2 separate regions of the Danio rerio genome follow, and region 1 is linked to region 2. The links are chromatin contacts, called in public Micro-C maps. All regions are on one chromosome and are shown on one strand. Each heading gives the region's core, a stretch centred on a gene start, on an enhancer-like site or on the middle of the called end of the contact. The rest is flanking DNA. Distances are from core to core; before and after follow the strand shown. Region 1 has its middle 76 kb from the start of samd11. Region 2 overlaps rerea (arginine-glutamic acid dipeptide (RE) repeats a).

Region 1 (4,287 bases), core at 1,523-4,022, 170 kb before region 2:
TGACAATTTCATTCAAAATAAGGGAATTTTGGCCTTTTGTTTTCAAGGCATAGGCATTTTTTGGGACTGAAAACACATCAATCAGAAAATTGGTTACAAGTGGAGGTTTTTAAATGCACTGCTGTTGTCATATCCTTGTAGCAGACACTCGAAAGCAAGAGCTTTTGAAATCAATGATGTCATGGGTGTACAAAGTAGACGTGTAGATTTAAAGGCAAGTGTGAACAATGTTATCTGATGGTAAGATGAAACATAACAATGTTGGGGTACATGATAGTTTTGCTGTTGCTCAAGTGTTTGTTAACACTTCAAAAGTGTGGATTTACTTCACATTATAACCAACAGTGGATACACATTCAATAGAGCACCTTTGGGATGTGGTGGAATTGGTGATTCGCATCATGGATGTGCAGCCAACAAATCTGCAGCAACTGCGTGATGCTATCAAGTCAATATGGAGCAAAATCTCTGAGGAATATTTCCAGTACCTTGTTGAATCTATGCCATGAAGCATTAAGGCAGTTCTGAAGGCATAAGGGGGTACAACCCAGTATTAGTAAGGTGGGCAAGGTACCCCTAATAAAGTGGCAGGTGAGTGTAGCTTGAAACTAATTTAGCAAAAGTGTACATAACAGTGCATCCGGAAAATACTCATAGAGTTGAACTTTTTCCACATTTTTTATGTTATAGCCGTATTCCAAATTGGATTAAATTAATTTATTTCCTCAAAATTCTTCACAAAATAGCCCACAAGGACAATATGAATTTTTTTTTAATTGTTGCAAATTTGTTAAAGAAAAAAAAAATTTAAATCACATGTACAGAAGTATTCACAGCCTTTGGTGTGAAGCACTAAATTGAGCTCCGGTACATTCTGTTTCCACTGATCATTCTTCAGATGTTTCAGCAGCTTAATTGGAGTTTACCTGTGGTAAAATCAGTTGATTGGACATGATTTGAAAAGGTATACACCTATATAACGTCCCAGGGTTGACTGTACATGTCAAAGCACAAACCAAGCATGAACACAAAGGAATTGTCTGTAGACCTCGGAGACAGGATTTTCCCGAAGCACAAGGCTAAGGAAGGTTACAGAAAAATTTCTGCTGCTCTGAAAGTTCAGATGAGCACAGTGGCCTTTATCGTCCATAAGTAGAAGATGTTTGGAACCAACAGGACTCTTCCTAGAGCTGGCCGGCCGTTTTAGATGAGAGATCGGGGAAAAGGGCTTTGGTCAGAGAGGTGATCAATAACCTGATGGCCACTCTGTCTGAGCTTCAGAATTCTTCTGTGGAGAGAGGAGAACCTAACAGAAGGACAACCATCTGTGCAGCAATCCACCTATCAGGCCTGTATGGTACAGTGGCCAGACAGAAGCCACTCCCCATCTGGAATTTGCCAAAAGGCATATGAAGGACTCTCAGACAATAAGAAATAAAATTCTCTGGTCTGATGAGACCAAATTGAACTTTTTGTAGTGAATGCTAGGCATTGCGTTTGGGAAAAACAGGCACCGCTCATCACCAGGGTAATACCATCCCTACAGTGAAGGATGGTGGTGGCAGCATCATGCTGTGGGGATTTTTTTCAGCAGCATGAACAGTAAGACTAGTCAGGATAGAGGGAATCATCCTGAAGTAAAAACCTGCTTCAGAGTGCTCTTGACCTCAGACTGGGGTGACGGTTTATCTTCCAGCAGGACAATGCGCCAAAGCACAACGCCAAAATATCAGTGGAGTGGCTTCACAACAACTCTGTGAATGTCCTCGAGTGGCCCAGCCAGAGCCTAGACCTAAATCCTATTGAACATCTCTGGAGAGATTTGAAAATGCTTGTACATTGTCGCTTTCCATCCAACCTGATAGAGCTTGAGAGGTACTGCTAAGAGGAATGGACAAAAATTCCCAAAGACAGGTGTGCCAAGCTTGAGGCATCATATTCAAAAAGACTCGAGGCTGTAATTGCTGCCAAAGATGCATCAACAAAGTCTTGAGCAAAGGCTGTGAATACTTCTGTACATGTGATTTATCAGCTTTTTATTTAATACATTTTCAACAATTTCAAAAAATCTTATTTCACATTGTCATTATGGGGTATTGTGTGTAGAATTTTGAAGAAATTAATCAATTTAATCTGTTTTGGAATAAGGCTGTAACATAAAAATGCGGAAAAAGTGAAGTGCTGTGAATACTTTCCCGATGCACTGTAATTTTCTTTCAACCATGTATATTTTACACTGTCATGTCAAATTTACTTTCCAGACATATGATTGTTCCAATTCCAATTCATGACATAAATGCATGACATAAAAATGTTGAAAAAATTTTATAAATATAATGTAATAAGATATCAACATTGTGCTGTGTTCGTCATGTAAAAGTGATCAAAAGTTGCTTTACTGTAAGTACACGAAAACCTCCTAATGTACATATGAGAGGCTGCAGGTGGCCCAAAGAAGCTTAAGTTATTACTGACACCATCACAAAGCAAATGTTTGAGTCTCTGGACAGCTGCCACAGAGGATAAGTGTGAAATGGAGATTTCATATATCTCCGAGGATAACAGTGTAATCCAGCAAAGAGACCGGCAGCAACACGGACAGAAAAAAGGATGATCAGATAAAAAAAGAAGGGAGGGTGAAAAGAGAGAGACTGGTGTGGAATGCACAGGGCCGGCCAAATGTGAATCCAGTACCGCAGAGAGCATGAGGGAATGGAGATCTGCAATGACAGGAATGTGCGAGCGGGATATCATTAAGCCCTTCTAGTCCACACACGGCCACTAACACCACAGGGACGCACAACAACAGCAGCTGCTAATAAGACTCGGTGACTGCACACACGCTAGCCCGCCGCCAGAGAGAGAAGACAAATCATTACTGTGTGTTTCTGGCTGCTTCAAGATGGCCTCTTTGAAGAGCAAAGCACTTCCAAGTTTTCTCGTCACGCTGAAATGCTCGTGCCCTCAAGCTATCCAGACAGAAACAGGAACAAATTGCAGACGCGCTGACAGATTTTTAAATTGTGCTGCGAGACCTTTAGGTTGACTGTCTGAGGATGCGGAAGCACTTATTTTGTCATATGTACGAGTATAAATCTTAAGTAACAGGTAAAACGCAAAAAGTCAGTGAAATGTAGGCACTCTTTGCTCATTTGAAATTACGCTATGCTTACATTTGAGTTTAGTAAACTTCTTGTCATGTTTAAGAAAAAATTGAGATGATTTGAGCTTTGTGACATCACATTTAGCCATCATCACACAAGAATGTGCTGAGAAAATACCCCCACACCATTACAGACATCTGATATATGGCAATATATGCAAATTGCATGCATATTTATATTTGGATTTTGACATACAAACGTTCTCAAATATTTAGCAACATGTGCAACTTTAATTATAGCTTAAATTATAGCTATAATTTTGTATGTTTATTAAATATATTTGTAATCCCAATGGTCAAAAAATATGGAAATATTTGTAATATTTTAAGGTATATGTTAAATATGAAATTTCATATACAGTATGTGAAATCCAAATATGGACCTGTATGTCATATCATTTAAATATTGCCAATGCTATTTATCAGATTTCTACATGGGTGATCTGCATCATATCTGATACATCAGTTCAATTTTCCAGGTGTGTATTCCAGAAAGTAAATGTAACTTACCATGTGTTGAACCCCAAAACTCTCGGTTGATTACCTCTTTTTTTCTTCTTGAATTATTTTTTCAGGGTTTTTACCTTTATTGGATAGGACAGTAGAGAGAATTGACAGGAAATTAAGGGGAGCAGAGAAAGTGAAAGGATGGGCATAGGACCTTGAGGTGGGAATTGAACTCGGGTCACTGTGGGCACCAGAGTGCATGTGTCAATGCACTTATCACTATGCCATTCAGTTGATCAACTCTAAACTACTTACTCTTGATATGCTGGTTCCAAAACTGCTTTTGGATGCAAGTTCAATCAAACTAACAGTGAACACAGAAGACATTTTTAACAGAATGCTGAAACCATGAGCCACCATTGAAACATGCTAAAAAGCAGCATGCCATGCCTCTCTTCTTCTGTTTAATAGTAACATTCTTAGTGCAGATCGCCTGTTAATAGTTGCCCATTATTTTATAATCTTGATCTTAAATCTTTTTTTGTGTATAAAATTATGCTGCTTGTCAGATAGAAGCTTTAATTTCACTTTTTAAAATTCAAACTGTTTAAGTTTCAAGTGGATTTTGACTTGTGTCGGTTTATGTGGAGTCAATTAAATTTTGACAACAAATCAAT
Region 2 (4,810 bases), core at 2,249-4,748:
TTACTTTAGTATAACATGTTTTAATGATGATTATTTTTATATATATATATATATCTCCACTGCTTTTCATAGCTTTCCAAGCAGACCGCTCACAGTGCAGTGTTTGTCAGTAATGTTGAGAACGTCAGCATTGTTTACTCGGGCTTTAAACTAAATCCCAGAGACATTCGTGTTCCTTGCTAAATTGGCACAAACGTTCAGCAAGTTTGGCAATTTGGCTGAAGCAAATTCAGTTGTTTTAGAAGTCAAAAATAAGAAGAACGACATTACACATTGTTGGATTAAAGTTTGGATTGGCTTACTACAGCACACCACAAACGGTACTTATATCATCTCATCAAGGGATTCCGACGTAATCTGTGTTTTCTGACAAGTCCGACATGCTAAAACATTACAAGGTTCTGCTTTTAAACAGTAGTTAAGGAGATAACTGTCTTCCAAACCCTTTATTTGACATTATAAACAGCTCAAGACGAAAGCAAAAGCCTTTTGATGTGAGGCGGGAACGCTCAATTTCATTGAGAGATTGCCCTGTGGCGAGCTCTGCATAGTTATATTGTTTACTTTGCCATTCATCCATATTTGGCAGGCTCGCAAAAACCTCAAAAGCCTGCGACACTTCGCCGAGGTTATTTATCGTATTGCCAAGCTACACAAACTCGTAAAAATCCATCTTTCAAGGGATAGTTCGATTCAAAAACCATCACATTAGGAAAAAGCAACATAAGCAGCCACGATTCCAGATGTGTTGCTGTCACCAGGCAAACAAATTAGATCAAGGAATGCAAAAGGGAGGTCTATGTGTCTTTCTTCTCACGTAATTACACAGCACAGAGCTCGCTGAGAGACGAGTGGCAAACCGCCCTGACGGTCTGACTAGTTTTCAGCTTCGTGCGTAAACTCGTACTCGGATCTAAATGAGTGGTTACTTCTGAAAATAAACAGAAGCGCTTGGCCGGATTCATAAGCGAGCGCTTGGAGATTTTTAAGTAGCTGTGAAGCTCCTGTGTGGACGCTGTGAATTTTCCCTTTGTTTGCCGGTGGTAAATAGTCCATCAGGGCAGAAACCCCTCCCTTTCTGCTCTCTCAAGCTAGAAACAGAGGTATAAACACACACACTCAAGCCTCCCTAGGTGCTACTTCACTCACCCCCTGATCGTACATATATTAAATATCCTCACTTGTGTTATTTAACAGGTTTAACAAAAAAAGGTCTATAGACCATTTCAATGTGGTCATGTCATTGGGCCATAAACATTTCCTGCTTATTATCAAACTATTTTAGAACTGTAACAAGAGGCAATTCAATCATACATTAATGTTAAAACAGCTACCATAACATCATTTATCAATATGTGGCTCTTTTTGGATTCCCGCAAGATTTAGAAATTAAAAATGTAAAACAGGAAATATTTTGGGACCATTGTTTTTGTTTCCATCCCTCAAAATAAAAAAAGCAGAATAAGTAATAAATAAAGATTTGCATAAGTTTTACTATTACAAAAAAAAAAAAAAGAGTATAAAAGTATTATAGAATAAAAATTCCTCTGCTGTATTAACATGCTAAAGCAAAATACTTCTTTTTCTCATGGAGTGTAAATATATACACACTGAAATTGTGTATTATTTTTAAAAATCTTTCCCAAATGATTATTCTACAGTATTTTTTACTTCCGTCTTATTTCTCTTAGCTGGATGAAATAAAAACAGCTTTTCACTTGAAAACTGAAAATTGAAAATATTTTTAAGCTCAATGGACACTTTTCACAAGACACGTTTTTATGACACATTTAATGGTCATCATAATCTTAAATTTAAATCTTAAATCTTAAAGATTTTTTGCAAACTGACAAATGTAGAAGTCCTATCAGCAAAGATATGACATAAAATATATATTAACCAAAAAAAAAAAAAAAGAAAACAGTAGAACTCTTAAATAAAAAAAAAAAATCTTACACTTTTCTACCCCCTTATATGCACCATCCCACCCATCTCCCACCCTTCCCTATTTTCTGAGGCCTTCAATAAGTATGCAAAGGTGAATCAAGACACATATAAATAAATAAACCAACTGAAAAAATAATAAGTAAATAAATAAATGAATGAATAAATAAATAAATAAATAAATGAATAAATTAGATGCATTTATGAATGTATTATAGCATCTTTGCGTCAAATTACAAAAAACAAATTACCACTTGTGCGTGGTATTTTTAATGCAGCATCTGGGGCTGAGTAAATCTGACCTTGTTCTCTCCTCTGCCTGCCTTCATCAGTCTCACACAACTTTTTTCCTTTTTCTGAACGTCTTGATAACACCATTGGGGAGTTTTTCTTTTATTATTTCAGCAAATAAGATTGTAAAAAAAACATTTGTTGTGCTCGCCGATTCACTGCGCTCTAGGCCTACCTAGACACCTTCCCCAACTGAGAAAACCGGAAATGTGAAACCCCCTTAGGAAATAATTATTTCGATTCAACGACTTGCCTAATCAACCTATCTTGCATAGTTTTTTTTCCAAATATGTTCATTATTTGTTTTCCTTCCACCCCCTACCCCCCCCAAACTAACCAAACAATAACGATGCAGCCTACAAAACAGCACACATCCACAGCGTTCTATATACACATATACATATACATATACACATTTAATTGACATAACTAAAAAAAGTAAAAAAATAAATAAATAAATTCAATTAATTTAATCTGAAAAATAGATAGACAAAATAACAAAAAAATAATACAATAAAAAAACTAAATATAATTGTTTACAAACACATAATTTACATAATAGTCATATATGGTTTCCAAAGATAGTCAAAGTCTTTCTGCTTGCCTTTGATGATATAAGTTAGTCTCTCGGGTCCAATTTTTTTTTTCCCCACAATTCTATGGATGGAGCATCCATATGTTTCCAATATAATGCAATAACCCTTCTAGCTTGAAAAAAAAAAAAAAAAAAACCTAAATCCAAAATGTTTGTCTTTCCAATTGTAAGCTCCATAGGATACAAACCAAGAATACAGAGCTTGGCATTCAAATGAATCTTAATATTACTATCTTGCATAGATAACCTAATTAAGTCTTTACATTTTTCTTTAAGCTGACTTTTATATCTTGTAAAATAACTAGAAAAATATGTACGGTCAACATGTCAAAGACAAATGAAATTACTTATTAAAAAACTATTATGTTCAAAAATGTGTCGAAAATATCTCTAGATGAACTTGTCTAAGGAGAATAAATAAAAGATGATGATGTTTAGATCAGAAGCAGTGACAATTGAGTATAGATACATTTTACACATTTTTTTAAGGAAAATGTTTCTATTTTTAAAAGATCACACTTGGATCTCTTTCTGTAATGCCACTGATTCTAAAAGGGTTCAACAAAAAGGAAGTGAATGGAGGACGTTGCTTTAAGCTCTGCTGTCCAGATCCATTAGCTCAAGCTGCCAGTGTCTGCCATGCGAGAAGGCACGTTTACACGACAGCAGTCTTTCACTCTGCCACCCGATGGACAGTATGAGCAATCGCACCACAGCTCCTCAGCAGTCTCAGCAAACAAAACCCCACACAAAATTCTCCTGGAGGTTATAAAAGCAGTAACATGCATTCATGTCGTCCTGGAATGTGGAGTTTGATGACTTTTACAGCAGTGGGAAATTCTCAAACTACTGCTGCTGGTGATTCATTGTTTACTTCTCACTGCAGAAGCCAATGCCAAGTTGCTACCATCAGCCATGCCCAAAACAGAACAAGATGCTTTGGGTGACTAACAAACCACATATAACTCTTACATATTGTGCGCTGCCACATAAAGTACGGTGGACGGAAATGTCCAATAAATCGCAACACAATAAGCAATGTAAACTAGGCCTGTGCAATTTGGGAGAAGATTAACTCCATTGCAAAACCTAACCCTATTTGATAAACTTACTTTATAAATATAGCCTATATACAAAGCATGTAGACAGGGGTGAAATTAACTAATAAGCAAGGTGAGCAGCCACTTAGGGCCCCGGGGAATTCGGTGGCCCCGACCAATGCCAAGAAGCCTATAATAATCATATAGCTCTTTTATAACTTTTTTTATCATATGTTGTAAAATCTGTCTATAACAATTAAGATTTTAACAAGATTTTTTTTCCAATATTGGGGCCCCGCATAAACTGTGGAATGTTCTTCCCATACTGCACATGCAAATATTAAAGGGTACTTAGGATGAAAAGCTTCTTTTGTAAGGTGTTTGGACAGAACTGTGTGTATGTATAGTATGTCCAGTCATATTGGGTTGATGAAAAGACAATAAGCCTCTTTATTTAAATTTCCTGACATTAAAATAGGATCCAAATCCCTTCCATTTTAAGGCCTACCCCAATGTGACGTTTGAGTGAGGTTTCCCCGCCAACTGAATTGATTGACAGCCACGTATTAACATAGTCTCAGTACTAACATGTATAATTATATCAACAAGACAGAACGTGCGCAAAGCAACTGAGATTAAAAGATCTGTTCAGCTCTCTATGGTCATCAATCACCATCAAATGTGATCAAGAATGAGTTTTACAAGTTTAAACATTTTTAAAACAGTGCATGGTGGTAATAAAGTAGGTTAAAAATGGTAAAAATTGCTGTAATTTATCACCACAGCCGCTTGTCAGTACAATTGTAAAAGAAGACGCTTCAATTGCTGTTTGTGGATGTCAAATTAGGTTTATTTTTGTACATTAACATAACAGATATCCATACAGCAGTGGATATTAACGCGTGTACTGTCACATTTGCCGTGCAAAAACTGAAAACAA

What was found. A called contact is a pair of places that touch in the nucleus more often than the background predicts.
Region 1: a Micro-C map of caudal fin shows a contact between it and region 2, with 4 times the contacts expected there. The contact joins two enhancer-like sites. A contact is called at or near these places in 3 of 18 Hi-C or Micro-C datasets (caudal fin, hematopoietic stem cells and an unstated tissue) and 1 of 4 datasets of contacts at active chromatin or transcription factors (caudal fin).

The regions. Positions count from the first base shown.
Region 1 is chr23:25,881,421-25,885,707 of GRCz12tu, reverse strand. No RefSeq gene overlaps it. Among named protein-coding and RNA genes, the nearest start is that of samd11, 76 kb to the left of the region's middle. Within about 2 kb of position 2,772, at least 26 of the 62 cell types and tissues checked have an H3K27ac peak or open chromatin away from gene starts, as enhancers often do. A contact at or near this core is called in caudal fin, where this site is marked.
Region 2 is chr23:25,709,544-25,714,353 of GRCz12tu, reverse strand. The region is part of intron 2 of rerea (arginine-glutamic acid dipeptide (RE) repeats a); the gene reads right to left. Among named protein-coding and RNA genes, the nearest start is that of rerea, 83 kb to the right of the region's middle. Within about 2 kb of position 3,498, at least 11 of the 62 cell types and tissues checked have an H3K27ac peak or open chromatin away from gene starts, as enhancers often do. A contact at or near this core is called in caudal fin, where this site is marked.